2 separate regions of the Anas platyrhynchos genome follow, and region 1 is linked to region 2. A link is a contact called in public Hi-C data. All regions are on one chromosome and are shown on one strand. Each heading gives the region's core, a stretch centred on a gene start, on an enhancer-like site or on the middle of the called end of the contact. The rest is flanking DNA. Distances are from core to core; before and after follow the strand shown.

Region 1 (7,439 bases), core at 877-3,376, 35 kb before region 2:
ATCTCCTTCCCCTTCTCATTACAAAGCTGGTGAACAACAAAGAGAAGTGCTGAACCTCAACAGGGACATTTACTTGATTATCCCATACTCAGGATTAGATGTTTTAGGTGAGTCACAAAGCCTGGATCTTTTCCGTTTAATTGCACAAGCATGGCCATGATACTGGAGAAAACTCTCACTACACACCTCACTGTCCTGCTGCCAGCTCTGCTGGAGTTTGCTCTCCTACAGACAGAGAGGTCAGACATAGGGGAAGCAAGTGTCACTTGTTCTAGTGTGGCCATCACAATGATAATATGAGCCAGCAGAGGAATTTTTGGAAAAGTTTCATCATGTCATGTTTCAAGATGTCTGGTTAAACTCTCTCTCTCTGCTCCAGACATCCCCTTTGGAATATCAAAGGTAAAGGGAGGTTCTCTGGTCAGCCCTGACTCACGCCGCTAAATGAAAGTAAAGGCAAGCCAGCCCACGTCACGGGAGAACAGCTCATGCTCCTGCTGCCTCCAAGCACGCAGCAGACAGCCTGAGAGTCAAGACCAAGTGAACTGCATCTAACCGATGCTTACCTGCCTGCCCCATATATTTTAGAGGGCTCAGCTTGTTCTCCATTCTGGGGGAAAATGCCACCAGTAATCTCCATGCTCCAAGGCTCTCTTACACAATGGTCTTCTGCACTGTGCTGACCCCTTTCAGAGCCTGGAGGATAAAGCTGTTCTACAATACTTGTCTCCTGAGCAAGAAATCTTGCCCTCATCAACAGGCAAGACCCCAACTGTGCAGACAGCACTGGCATCCTTCCTGTCACTCCAAGTGCAAATCTGTGCTGTCACACACAGCACAAAGCTGTCTGGTCCCTCAGGTCCAGCTTAGGGGTGGCAGAGATCCATGAAGTCTTCCACACTGGATATATCAAGCACCTTTACAGAAGAGAGTTCTGATCCCCAGAGCAACTGCAGTAATGGGCCAGATGCAAACACTCACCCAAACCCAGATCTCTTTACCACCCAGACTGGAATCACAGAATCACAGAATGTTAGGGATTGGAAGGGACCTTGAAAGACCACCTAGTCCAATCCCCCCTACAGAAGCAGCCTAAAGTGGGTTTCAAAGTTAAAGCCTTGAAAGTGGATGCCAGAAAGACCATTCTTGCTCTTCTAGAAAGGGGATAACAGATCTAGAAGAGCAAAAATGACACGGAAATTCTCCGTGGGGCAGATTATGCCATAATTTCTTCTGAAGCATCACACATCTCCAGGAGGGAGCTCTTGGAAGGAGACCATGGGGTTCTCTCCAGGCTGACGTGGACTGGGGAATCCTCCAGTGCTCTTCTTGAGATGGCGCTCAGCAGCAGTGTGGTCTCGACTGTTGCTCAGGGGTGGCAGGGCACTGATGTGGGCCTGAACCACCAGCGTGGCCACTTCCAGAGAAACCAGCAAATATGCAGGGAAGCCTTACTAGGCCACTATTGAAAGACGAGCCTTTGTCACCAGCCTGTGCTCACCAGGGAAGAGCCACAGGAATGTGGCGGGCAGGGGGGCAGGAGACACCCCTGTTGAGGCTTCCCGAGCTGTGCACCAGAAGGGGAAGGCGGGAACGTTGTCTGATTCCTGAATCCCATCTCCTCCCCCTGGAATATCCCTGGGCTCCACGGCCTCAGCCAGGTGCAGAACAAAAGGAAACTAATGATTTAGTTATTGCTCTAGCGCTGAAGGTTTGAAGGTCAGCCATTCAGCGCGGCGCTCATTGTATGACCAAGCACTGCCTGCCCTGCCTACAGACCTGCAGCTACAGTCAGCGCAGCAGGGGCCGGCACTGTACGGCTGGCTTCTGAGCGGGGAGATGAAAGGCGTCTTCTAATGTAATAACTGACGGCCTCTTCAGTGCCGTTTGAACTGTTTACAGACTGAGTTAACGATTACAGGCAATGTGTATCTTGGCCGCTGCCCAAAATTCTTACCCGCCCGTCAGATATTATCAAAGAGCCCTTCACTGATCGCCTGGAGTCCTTCCAAAGCTCAGCGTTGAAATGCCGGCAGAGAGGAGGGGCCTTCAGCACTCGCTCCTGAAGCCCAGGCTAGCAAGTCACGGGGCTGCTCTGGCAAGGTGTCCTGGGGAGTTCTGCAGGGACACAGCAGCACTGGCTGGTCCCTAACAGCCCTGGCACAATGCTTGTTGTGCAGGGCAGGCTCTGCCCTGGAGGACACCACCTAGGGCTTTGCCTGCATTGGTTTGGTCTTTCAGGCTTCACTTAGAGAACACCACAGGGCTGGTGAGCCCTGGTTGCCCGGGTTTCCCTGTGCCCTGCCTGCACGAGGCCACTGTTGTCTGCACCTTGCTCTTTACACTCTGTCTGTGTAGCCTGGGTGGTTGTGTTAATGCTAGCAGTTACACAGCTTAAAGCTACTCCTGCCAAAAGTGTTTTCAACACCCTTGTGCCTAAGAGTGTGGACAAGAACAAACCAGGTGGTGGGAGATTAGATAAAATCACTTCCATTGTTATTTGTAGTTAGAAAAATGCAGGTGTGGGTATAAGGTCTGGTTAAATTTGGTTTAGAAAACAAATCCCAGCTCTCTGGGGCGAGCTGCACAGTCTGGAAATACAGTTGAAATGAAGGGATGAAATCAAGAACTGGCAAGCAGCTCTAATTACAGCCAAATAACACAGAGCCACATTCAAGTAACACTGCAGCTACACAGCAAACTGCTTCCGAGGCAGGAAATGCCACAGCTCCAGATGACTGCTCCATCCTACTGCCAGTCCTGCACCCACTGAAACCCAGAGGGGGCTTGACACTGCCTCCAGTGAAAGCATAAATTAATCTAGGTCATGCGTTGCTCTTGGAAGGTCCTGTCATAGACAAATTCCTAAATAAACTAGGAAAAAAAGATCCTATTTTTAGATAGAAACATCCTAATGAACGATCAGTTCCCCTTACCACCAAATTTTATGCTGGAAAATGCTATTACATACAATTCAGTAGATAATTTGCACACCGAGCTACTATGGCTTCAAGGTATCACCAGTGATCCACAGACCATTATTTTCAAACCTCTGCTTCATTCCAGCCTGGCAAGCTATACCAGGAGCATCAACTGATGTATGGCATGCCTACCAGGAGGCTGCAGCAGTGCTGGTATGCCATCAACTAAAAGCTCTTGATAGAAAAGGTTAGGGAAAAAAAGGACTAAAATTTGCTACTGTGTCCCTGAAATGAGGCATGTTTGTCCCACAAAAAAATGCAAAAGGGTCTCCCCTGTAGGCTGACGGGGTCCTGTCCATGACACAAAAGCTGGAGTTTCCAGCGGATGCCTTCCTGGAAGGGCTGATGCCTTGCTTCCCACGGTGCCAACTGTGCGCTTGAAATATGATGTGTGTCAGCGGGTTCCAGGCATAATGGCAAAGACTAGAACAGCAAAAGGAATATACACCTTGATTGTAATCATACCTCATACTGACTTCACATTGTTTTATTGCTCAAATGCAGTTGTTTTCTTTTAACAGGAATGAAAGTGGCTGGTGAAGGAGAGGAGTAGATCTCCTGTTGGATGTTGTAGAATTGCCAGGAGACAGAAATGGAGATGCAAATACATTTGCTGTGATTTGATTCAATAAAACTTGCTAGTACAGTACAGTACTCTACAAAAATTGGTTCCTCCTACGCTTACTTGCTAAGACATGAGTTCAAGCCCTCTGGGATCCGCATTTCCCTGGCTGCTATCGATGACATCACTGACATCTAAGGAGCTACAGGAATGCAGAGAATGCAGCTCCGGGCTCCTGGGGATGCTGAGCTCATTGGCTGCTACAAGAGGTAAGAAAGATGGGGTATCTGGGTCCCAGTCCTGGCTCATTTGCAGCCTTTCACTTCCTACATACATGCACATGCTATTTTTAAGTCCACACAACACATGGCAGCAAGAGGTTGCACCAGTTTAAACAGAAAAGTTTGAATTGTCTTAAAATTGATTCCATTGGTGTCTTCAGATTTTGAGTAGAAATGAGAATTTCAGCACAGGCACACAGGGTCAGTACCCCAGTCAAGATAGCCCAACAACCTGTCTCTCACCAGCCAATAGATATCACTCAGAGAGTGATCTTCCACTTATATCTTTCCATCATCCAATGGTTGGAAGCTTGGGGAATTACTGCTCTGAAGGATTTATGCAGAGCATGGTGCAGCTTGATGGATTTCACAAAAATGTCTCATTCCCTTTTTATCCATTTGTATTTTCTTGCACAAGATCTTCTGCAAATGAACCCCACAATGGATTTCAGTTAAGTCAACAGCTTTTTTTTCATCAAGGAACTCCTCACAAGAGACTCCTAAGAGCAATCTCTGTTAGCTCCAAGACACACCTTTGACTACTCTATTACCAGCCTCTCTGTGTGTAGCCAAGCCTGCATCCTGGGGAGTCCAGCAACTGAAGATTTCACAGGCATTCAAAGAGCTTGGCTTACATGTTCAAAGAAGCTTGAAGTAGGTAAGCATAATTCTTCCCCTTAGTTTCAGCCTTCTGGGAGCCTCTGAAGACTCCAGCATTCATCACCAAAGGGCATGTCTCCACACAGAGGTTCTTAGGGACGAGGATGACACAGCTCTTGGCCCAGTACTCAAGAAGCTGAGGCCAAAGAGTTGAAGAAATTTCCATTTTCAGCCACCTCTGCTGCAGTGTTCAGAGTAGCATGGACATGTAAATACATAGCATCAAGGACAAATGGGGCAGAAAGTAAAATAAATAACTTCCCTGCTTGACAGAATGTGATCCAGTAGAAGATTACCTACCTGCTGTCTTTACTTGAGGCCACACAATAATTTGACCCAATGTTACTTAGAAATGGTACAGACTGACTGAGCTCTAAAAGCCTTTTTTTTGGTCTGCAAAATGGGAATGGAGCCATCCACAAATCATTTGTTTTAGGGAGTGAAAGTACGCTAGTTGCAACAACACCTCAACTGGAGAATCCAACTCTCACCAACCCACATCTCCTATAGAGGTAAGGAAGGGGGAAAAGATCTGAAAAGATCTGAGTGTCAGGACAATTATGATATCCAGAGTCATAGTAGTTAGGACTGAAAAAAGTTTTGAAAGGAAAAAAGCCCTCCTGCTTGCAGGAGGGAAGGCTCTCTCATCTCTTATTACTGCAGATTAGAAGACCTAATGGAAGGAACTGTCAGCCTGGCACCGGCCAGTTCTTTGTTTTCTGATGTTTTGTAACAAGAAAAGGTTCTCTCATTCCTGCCAAAGAAAGACCACTGGAAAAGAGGATCTAGCACTCTCTAGAGTTTCTGATGCGGCTTCTTGGTGAAAAAAAAAACCACTCCATTGTGTAAAATCAGACATCTATACCTTGAATTGATGCATGCAAACTCCAGTTCCTAGGCTTGCTTGCCTTTCCTCCTGCTTTGAAGAGTGGAGGTGGAATGGAGGTGGTTGTTACAATCTCAGATTCTGTCTCTGTACAGATTCTGTCTCTGTAAGTATATGCTGCTTTTCATCTTGTTGTGTTCTCCCTCACCAGGGCAGGATGTTTGATTAAGGGTTTATTAGATAGCCATGCTGGAAGCACAGAGAACTTTTTTTTTTTTTAATTGTTTTTTTTTTTTTTTTTAAAAAAAAAAAAAGTTGTATCTCATCCTTCCATGCCATAAGACTCCACACTTCTGCCCTGCCACAGCTGCCCATTTCCCCGGGAAGGACACGGCTTGCTCTCATAGCTCCACTACCAGCGCCACACCCAGAACACAAAAAGTGAATCTGCAGCTCTTTTTTGCAGAAAGCAAACTCTTCAAACATCTGAGCCTCGCTGGCATTGATGCTACCATGTGGGAACTGCTGATGTGTCTGTTCACTACTGTGCAATGTCTGGAAGGGACATTACAGTTCAGCTGATTTCTCCAGCAGTACAATTCAGTTGATTTTCCCACCAAACCTCCCTATGTTACATTGAATAATGTGCATTTGCACTGCCTAGTAAGCCAAGTTCTTGGTTTCCTCATGCAATCTGCATTACTGTCATTCTGTAAGGACAAAAAGCCATTGTAGCCAAAACCTTTAAGCCTGTAGAGCACTGCTTCGATGGTTTCTGTTATATTAGGCATCAGTGCAGCACTTGAGAACACAGGGATAAATCATTAACAAGTCATTATTGTTCACAGGTATTTTTGGCAGGAAACCACTGAGGTCAACTTGGACAAACTGCTGTGGGGTAGTGGGGGTGGCACTTTTCCTGGAGGAGCACTCAAATCCTTGTCTAATGCCATAAAAATAGTGTGGAAGTCACCTTCATTACTGAATCTCATAGACATGAAGAGTGTCAAAGTCCCTCCTTCCCACTCTTCTGGCCTATGCTTTCTTCCCGAGTCTGTGATCAAGTCCTTAGGTCTGTAAAGTGCCTGCCATTCTTCTAGCACATATGAAGTGACAACACTTTTAATCATGAGCACCCCTCACAGTGTGGGAAGGCTGACAGCCCAGACGATATTTTTCATTTACCAATCCTATAATCTCACAGATCACATCAATCACTTATGTTACCAGGGCTGGGGATTTCCCAAATACTGCTTCTCCTAGAGATTTGTCCAAGTATGGCTGTTTCTCATTCTTTGGAAACCTGCAGAGGCATCACTTCTGTACAACTGTATCAATCATCCCTCCAATCCCCAACAAAAATCATCATCTGCACATGCAATACAATGCTCCTTTTCCTGCAGGGATACATGCATGTGTGTGTGGAGGGGTATGAATTCATGAACTGTTTGCTCCCGTTGCCACCCCTGCTGGCACACAGCTGAGCAACCATCTGAAAACCCTTTCCATAGTTAATATTCTGGACGCTGATCTGTCCTCCCAGCTTCTAGCACTGTCAAACACTCCAGCTCCATGAAACACTATTTATTCTCGTTGTCATTCAGTTTCCTGCTTTGGTGGCCAGCTGGCCACTGACCCCCTTGTTATTTAGCTGTTGTAAATCAAGTGCCAAAGGACACTTTCAGAGCATCATGATGTGGCAATCCCTCCGACTATGTGGATGTGGTCGTTTTAAAATTAAGTAAGCAAACAATTCTGACACAAACAGCTCAAAGGCTGCTCAGTGCATGCTCCTGGCTGGGAGATATAACATCAAGATGGGTCTGCCTTTAAAGTCCTAAAAATCTCCTACAAAATGCCATGGAGTCAGCCCAGCTGCTCAGATGGTTTCCTGCCCAGCCAGTTCTGAACAGCTTGGTGGTGATTTTTTGCTAAGGAAAAGTACTTTCAACTTTGACATTTGAAAACTGCCTTTCATAAGCACAAAAAAAAAAAAAATCCTTTCCAAACACTCCAGCTTCTGGACACATTTGTGGAAGTCAAGAAAACTCCTCAGGTAACTGAGACAACACTTCCATCTTTCTCTAAAAATACTGACCCCACCATTATAAACCCAGGTAGGGACATTT
Region 2 (7,700 bases), core at 4,864-7,363:
TGTGAGACTTGTGATAAAGTAAGACTTCTACTACCTCATTTTTTTTTCCTGCATGTAGGCATGTAAAATGATTGACCATCGGTTTGCCTTCTCTGTACTAAAGACAGTAGTTAGAGTTTAGGTATCTCTTTTCAAACGTTATTGTTTGGGACTTTTTCAAACTTTTAATATTATTTCCAAAAATACTAGCACCAGAACTAAAGAGAAAACTCCATTAATGATCCTAGCCACACCATACCTACTAGCAGTACCATCCTTTCTCCTGTATACAAGACTGAGGTTATATATACTCAAATTTAAAAAAAAAAAAAAGATGCTAATGCTGTTTTATTTATGTATGCTTGTATACCCACTTTTCTATAAAGCCTTTAATTAAGCGATGTGCTATTTCTCAAATAAAGTTTTTTTCTTCCACAGTATTCGATTTGTATGTGAACTCTGTTGTGACTCGAATTGGACTCCAAATCTTATATCTCCTTTTGTCAAGTTTCTAAAAATCTCTCTCCTTTTCTTTCCATGCATTTCCTTATTTTCCTATATATCTTCAGATTAACATCATGAACTCTCTCCAGTACCAAATAGAAACTGAGGCATTAGGTAAGAAGGAAAACAAGATTTATTCATCAGAAATAAACTAACAGAACAGCAAAATATCAAAAACAGAGGTTGTAGAAATTGCATTAGCAATCATATTGAAGGGAGCTGATCTGGCGAACAGCTACAGGAGTTGTGATTTGGAGGGCATGCTGAATCATTAGCTGCTGCTGGATTTCCATTTACCAGTAAGATCCAAATACATTCTTTACAGCCTACTTGTCTGAAAGGCTTGGTTCTTCCATTTTTAATACAGGGACTTTTTCTGACTTCCCCAGGAATTTTTTTCAGAAGTGCAGACTATTGCATGCAGTGAGCTCAACAAAGGTCTAAACCTCCAGCCATCTGGAAACTGCCAGCTAGTACACATGCTACTTCTCGCTTGTTAAGCAATAGTTAATGCTTAGAGCATGTAATATCTGAGCAAGCTTGTGCTCTGAACAGGCTTGAAGACGATTTCTGTAAGAAGTCTAAGGTGTTGGTTTTTTGACCTATAAAGTCTGAAGTGGCGCTGCCTACTTGAGAAATTCCTCTCCCTTTGCATCATCCGGCAGCAGCCCTGAGCCTCTGCAGCGCCAGAGGCAGTGCTGTTGGGTCCCTGCAGTGTTCCGACAGGCAAAAGGCAAAAATGAAAACCCAGACATTTCCCAGAGAACTGGCGATGAGGCAAAGGGGGGCGAGTGGGAATTTGGCATTTGGGGTACTTGGGAGGTAAGAAAGATAGTTTTAAAGTCACTAAAGGATGCAGCACTATGGTCAAGGTTAGTTTCTGTAGATGATCCTGGAGAACAAGTCAAGAGGAAGAGAGAAGAAGGAAATATTATGGTATACATGTAAGTATGGTTGGTGAGACTCAATCACTGATATGCTAGATGTTCTATATAATTAGGAATGTATTTCCAAAATTATACTTACCAAAACAACATAAGAAACCTAGAAGTTAACTAGAACTTTACTTGAACATAGACCTAATCCTGTAGCACTTACCCTTAAGCAACATCATTATCCTGCTGACCTAAGAGAGCATTATCTTGAAAGCAGGACTGGACCACGCATTCACCTTTCCCAAGCTAAACTCTTCAGTTTCTGTTCTCATGTGATGCGTATGAAGACTGGCTGCATCTTACTGACTCCGACACAGCCAGGAAGGCCAATCCAAAACCAACGTAAAACTAGACTTCTTAGTTCATTAATTGCAAAGATGCCTAAATTACATATAAAGAAGCAATTATGAAGGTAGGTGTGAACAGGCTGAAGTTTATTTACCTAAAGAGTTCCAATGACATCAAAGTTAAGCACATGGCCTGTAACGTTTTTGCAAGACTGGGATGTTGGCAACTACATGTAAAATGAGATTTTCCAATAGAGCATAATTCAGATGTATTTAACACCTGACTGTTTAAATGCAAACTAAAAATAGTTCTTCCTACTAATTTCTTACTCGTTTTCTACCTTAGCAGTTATGGCTCCATTTCCCATTTGGTCTCAAGTTTTGACTTTCCAAAGTCAAGAACCCACTGAAGGCTCAGGACCCAAATACTGACATGACATTTAATATCACAAGTTTCATTATGCAGTGGCATAATTAGAAACTATGCTGTAGGATACACAGGATGCTGGATGAGGTGGACTCGAGCTTTCCTCGAGCTTTCCTGTGCCTAGCACCATGCAAACATCCTGCTGCAGCAGGTAGTTTGACCCCCCCCCTAGTCCCAACATCACGCACTAATCCTGAAACCAGATCCGGATGTGCAAACCCTTCAAAACAGCACCGGAATTCAGAGAGATACAGAATAGGAACAATCACCTGTGCAAATCTAGCTGCAGGACCACGGCCTAAAATTATATACAATGCAGGTCCGTGTCTGTTTACACAAACCGAGAAGATTAGATTAGTGTTTCTGTAACCCTCTCCATTTTGAGGATGATTTTTAAAGAATGAAGTTTTGTAAACCCTACACTATTCATGGCTTAGTATTCAAAATGCCTTATTTGTTTGCACTGCAGGGTGGGCTTCAATGACTGCACATGACACAAAAAATCATGGTTTGAATCACTGCATTCAGTTAAAAACATTCAAACATCATACAGAAGAGGTTATCACCTTTTCATTTCAAAAAGGTCCATACTCTATACTTTGTGCTCAGTTGCAACACCACTGTAGTTTTTGTAAGAAATAAATATTGACTTTCCTGGACATTGCCTCACGACAGAACAGGACCTTGAGTACATTTGACTAAGATATTTTTTACCCTGGTAATATAACTTTATAACATAGCTTTCATTCCAGTTATCCGATTAGTTTAAAAGGCTTTGCAAACAGGATCTATAAACGTCACAAATTATCTATTTTAATTTTCAGCCATGTGACTCTATTTTAAAGCTGGCTCAACCGCATTTCTTTTCTTTTAAGACTACAAAAAACTTTTGATTTTAACTTAAATTTACAGGTTACAGCCTTAATTAAGATTCAGGTTGCAACATACCACATTTGCAAAGTCAAGCCTGAAAATAGCCATGCAAAAATTAGGTTCAATATTAACATAGGTGATTTTGTCGTTCTTGGTTTTCAAGAATAAAGCACCTGATGAGCAAATTGCCAACAGAAAAGAGAATACACAAAGTCTCAGAAACTGATCTCAAAGCACATTGTAAACAGGAGATCAGCCTGTTCACTGAACAGCACAGCCCTCTAGCATCTGTGTCTCACAGTGAGATGTTCAGATGCTCTCCTTTCTTAGAAGAGGTCAGAAGTCAACATGAATTTCACTTACTAACATACATGGTGGTGGCACTGTACAGGAATCACTGGATGGGTAAAATGCAGCTTCCAGTTACAGGTGGTACTACAGGCAAGACTACAGCTGGAAGGGTCAGTAATTCTGGGGGACAACACCTGTACGTGTGTTTTAGCTGTAACAGAACCCTAGCTATTAGCAGAAGTGTGCACAGATTTCAGAAAGAAAAATAATCATGTTTTCTGTTAGATGTTTAGTGTCCCAGCATGTGACTCAACACAGTCAGCTTTATACCATCTATTAAGATATGCAATAATCTTCCTGGGATCGATTGACCATATCCAAAATTAACATTAATACTAGCACAACTACAGATGGTAGCAGAATGAAGAGGCAACCACTTAGCACTTCTGCCTCAAAACACTGTGCAGGGTTGAAGAGCAGCAGCACAAAGAAACAAAACAGGTGGACAGCTCACATGAAAAATACCTTGTTGCTCAGGTTATAAACGTGTAGTCGGGAAATACAGCCAAATGCTTCATGCTGGAAGTTGGAGCAGCAAGGAGAAAAAAGGGGGCAAAGATACAAAGAGTGGGATCGTGAGATTGGCAGGGCTGGATAAAACAGAGCTGCTCTTACCTGAAGCAGTTTTCCTTCAGCTGGAGTAACCTCAGCGACGTTTGCGAACTCTCCCTCCAGTATGATCGGCTCCACTTTCAGGGGGATCACCCTAATGATCGCCTTCTGTGCCGCTGACCTCTCAGACTCGACTGCCGCTGCCAGCGCCAGCCCTGTATGGCCAAGTCCTACCTGCAGGGTAGCCATGAGCAGCCAAGGCCAGAGGACAGCCAGCTGCAGCTGGGGGCCACCACTCATGCTACCAGCTGCAGCAGCTCGCTCCGGCCACACATACCGCTCCGAACGCGTCCTCGCCCTGCCAGCAGCTTCCAACAGCGGGTGCAGGGCGTGCAGTGCTGGCTCCTGGGGCACGAGAAAATGGGGAGAGAGGGGCTCAGGTACCGGCCACTGCTAGCACTGCTCACTGTGTGGCCCTCCTGCTTCTCGCCATCATCGCTTCCCTTCCTTGGTGCCACGTGCTCAGAGGCTGCTCGGAGCTGAAAAGCATACTTTAAACCAGGAAAAAAAAAAAACAAAAAAAAAACAAAAAACAACCACTGAAGTTATGAGTCCCTCCTCTAGAAGACAGATCCAGAAAGATCAGTGAAAGAGAATGAGCAGGTCGCAAGGACAGGTTCAGTTCAGACACAGAGGAATCTCCCGCAGCATTAAGAACTCGTCAGGTCTGCAGAGAGGAGGCACACACAGGGAGGTTCCTCCATGGACGCAACGTCCTGGTGTCTCCTTCCCAAGACTAAGGAAGATTGCCAGGTTCAAAACATCCATCTCACATATGCTTGATAGACACATCTTCTTGCCAGCAAGGCATCTCTTCCACAATATATGCTCATGCTCTTAAAGTTGGATGTTGTCTACAGTTACTGGTATCCTTCTTAAAAATTATGCAGGAGGTATTTCTTGCATATTTGGTAAAAACAAAAGTTTGTTACTATATTGTTCCCTTCCAAATCAAATCAATCCCTTCCATCCTTCCTGTGCCAGAAATGCTTCATTCAGGCTTACATATCAGTTCTAGTTTTCTCCTAACAATCCAGGCTTGGTCTGACTTTCGGTGCAATTCCCAAGGATAATTATTGAAGTACGAAGCTTCTCTTCATAGTTTCAAGTTCCCAGGAGATTTTAAGAAGGCCCCAAAACATGCTAAAAGTTTAGACACGAAGCAAAGCAGGTATCAAGCAAAAAGTTACCGCATATCTTGTTTCCTTCACACTATGGGTTCTGGTATGATCACTTCCAAGAAGATCCCAACTAAAGGCCCCACAAATTAAAAAACAAAACAACAACATAAAATTCCATGGTCTTTCCCAAAGTCACATGAAACGTGTCGAGGAGTCTTCATAACTAGGAGAGTTTACACAGGGGTTGTGTGCAACTAAAAAGTTAGGGTGATCACTCCGCTGTGAAGAGAAGAAGTGATTAAAAAAAAAAAAATCTGCAAACCTGTTAGGCAGCACGCCTGCTGCAACCCGCAGGGGCTGGGACAGATGGAAATGCTTCTACAAATCCCAGAAAAAGTTACTTCCAGTAGCTTAAGGAAACCATGTGCGTCTGACGACGTTTGGTTCGGGTCTTCTTGCTCCTTTTTAGAAACGCAATCTGTCCTTAAAAGTAAGGAACGTTCGAAAAAGAAGTCACGGAAGACAAGCCGCCTCACGCACATGCAGCAGGCAGGTAGGTGCGAGTGGCGCTCCACAGCCCGACGGAGAATCCAGCGAGATCAAAGGGAGAAAATTACCGCAGACAGAAAGCTCCCGGGGCAGGCATGGCTGCAAGTGAAGTGTCCGCATGCAACCCGCAGCCTCGGGAAAGAAGCCGGCCCCCTGTCGGGAGCACTCCCGCGGAGTACCCGGGGCTCCCTCGCCGCGCAGCCCGTGCGGGCACCGGCTCTATGCGCGGCGCAGGGCGGCAGCCGAGGCACGGGCAGCGCGGCCGCGGCGGGCCCCGCGGGGCTGCTCGACCATGGCCGGGGGCGGCCGGATCCCGCGGCGGGCGCGGAGCCGCCTTCCTGCCGCAGCAGCGCCCGTGGGCGAGCGCCGGGCGCGGGAGGGCTGCGAGGCGGCCGCGGCTCCCGGCTCGCGGCTCCTACCTGCTGGCACAAAGTGAGGGTGGAGCAGCGCCGAGCGCCCGCCCCGGCCCCGGCCCCGCTCCCGGGCGCCCCCTCCCGCCCCGCCGGCCCGGCCCCGCCGGGCTCCCCGCGTTTCCCCCGGCCTTCCCCACGCTGCCGCCCATCGAGAGGCAGCAGTAGCCCTTTTCTGGCTGCTGCTTGCTGCGAGGCTTCAGGTCAGGCTGATGTCAGAGGTCTGGAATTCAACTGTTATTCTCCTCTGACATCACCGAGAGGTGAATAATGCTGCAGGTCAGACCTATAACCTCAAAGTAAGGTTGCAACTGGAAATTTGTGAACAGGCGCACGATGGAGTGGTGCTCAAGGAGGGCACTCAGAAACAAACGTGAAAACAATGCCCTGCCTGCAGAAGGCGTATGATCCAGGCAGGAGTTCGGAGAGTCACTTGTCGTTGTTCCCGGTGCTCAGGAAAAAGCACCTTCAAGAAAGTAGAGATTAATGAACATTTTTGTTGTTGTTACGTGTACAGCTAAACTAATCCCTGGAGTAACTCCTTGAAAGTAGAAGGTTACACAAAGAAGAATTGCTCCACTTTTAAAAATAAGAGCGTGGTTGCAGGGGTAATGGTTGTATGGTGAAAAAAGCGGCAGGAGGAACTGCTGAAACATGAAGGACTTTTTCCAACGATGATAATACATCATTTGTAAATCAAAAGAAAGAAAATATAGGTGCAATATTTCAGTTTGAAAGTTTAATTTATTGCAGATTGGTGCAACCATGCTGTCTGAGCAGGATGATAAAAGAACATCCACAAGGTAAACAAAATTGCATTGAGTTCCCATTAACAAGAATATAGTTAAAAACAAGGTCTTACTACAGATGTTACTTTTTATTATTTACTGACTGAACTAGATCCACATTAAGGTGCTGAAGCGCTAGACCTTCAGTCTAGAGGGCCACCTGAGACTCCTGAGGCCTTGTGCAGCAATATACTAATTTCCTAAGCTAGCGAGTGCCCTTTCTCCTGGGCTCTCTCCCTACGTCAGGGTGAGCTGATTAAGAATGAAGAGAGCTTACATCCATGTGTGTTCTGAAAGCGATGTACATCAGGAGAGCCAGCTCCAAAGCCTTTCTGAATCAGCATATTAAAAAATTGTAATATGAAAGTTTTCGTAATTTGCCTTTAAAACAACAGAGCATTATCTAAGGCCCTGAGATTCCCCTATCTTAAATCTCCAAAAGTGTCAAATCTTTTGGTTGGCAAGCAGGAATAAGAAAGGTAAACTGTTCCCTTTGTAGTGTATGTGAATTAAAGAGGTAGCAGCTCCAGTTTGATAAGCCAAAATCCTTTTAAGTGCATCTCCTTACCCCTTGGTCTGTGAGGGCTAGTCTGCTGCTGTCAAACCCCATTACTATTGATGGCACCAGCTCCTACAGGACACAGACCATCCACAATTTCCACAGCATATTATGCAACAGTCTCGAGCCATGTCAGCTATAGGGCATGAAAGCAAATTTAGGTGATGAGCTCCAGCAATGTTATTGAAAAACTTTTCCTTTTAACTACCCAAATACTCTCATTCATATACAAATGGTTTCCATATACTTTCATTTAAGAAGTAGGACTTGAACATAACCACCTAACCCTTCACTATTCATGTCAA

Evidence for each region. Hi-C and Micro-C count contacts between places; a contact is called where the count stands out from the background.
Region 1: a Hi-C map of liver shows a contact between it and region 2, with 2.8 times the contacts expected there. The contact joins the enhancer-like site here to the promoter of RNF43 in region 2. A contact is called at or near these places in 2 of 8 Hi-C or Micro-C datasets (liver and skeletal muscle).

What each region holds. Positions count from the first base shown.
Region 1 is chr20:11,083,103-11,090,541 of IASCAAS_PekinDuck_T2T, reverse strand. All of the region lies in intron 1 of RNF43 (ring finger protein 43), which reads right to left. Among named protein-coding and RNA genes, the nearest start is that of RNF43, 33 kb to the right of the region's middle. Within about 2 kb of position 2,126, at least 2 of the 8 cell types and tissues checked have an H3K27ac peak or open chromatin away from gene starts, as enhancers often do.
Region 2 is chr20:11,052,301-11,060,000 of IASCAAS_PekinDuck_T2T, reverse strand. RNF43 (ring finger protein 43) reads right to left here and starts at 6,113. Exons shown (of 9, transcript XM_005015864.6): 1 at 3,972-6,113. The coding sequence starts at 4,208. HSF5 (heat shock transcription factor 5) reads right to left here. Exons shown (of 5, transcript XM_072026140.1): 5 at 6,779-7,700.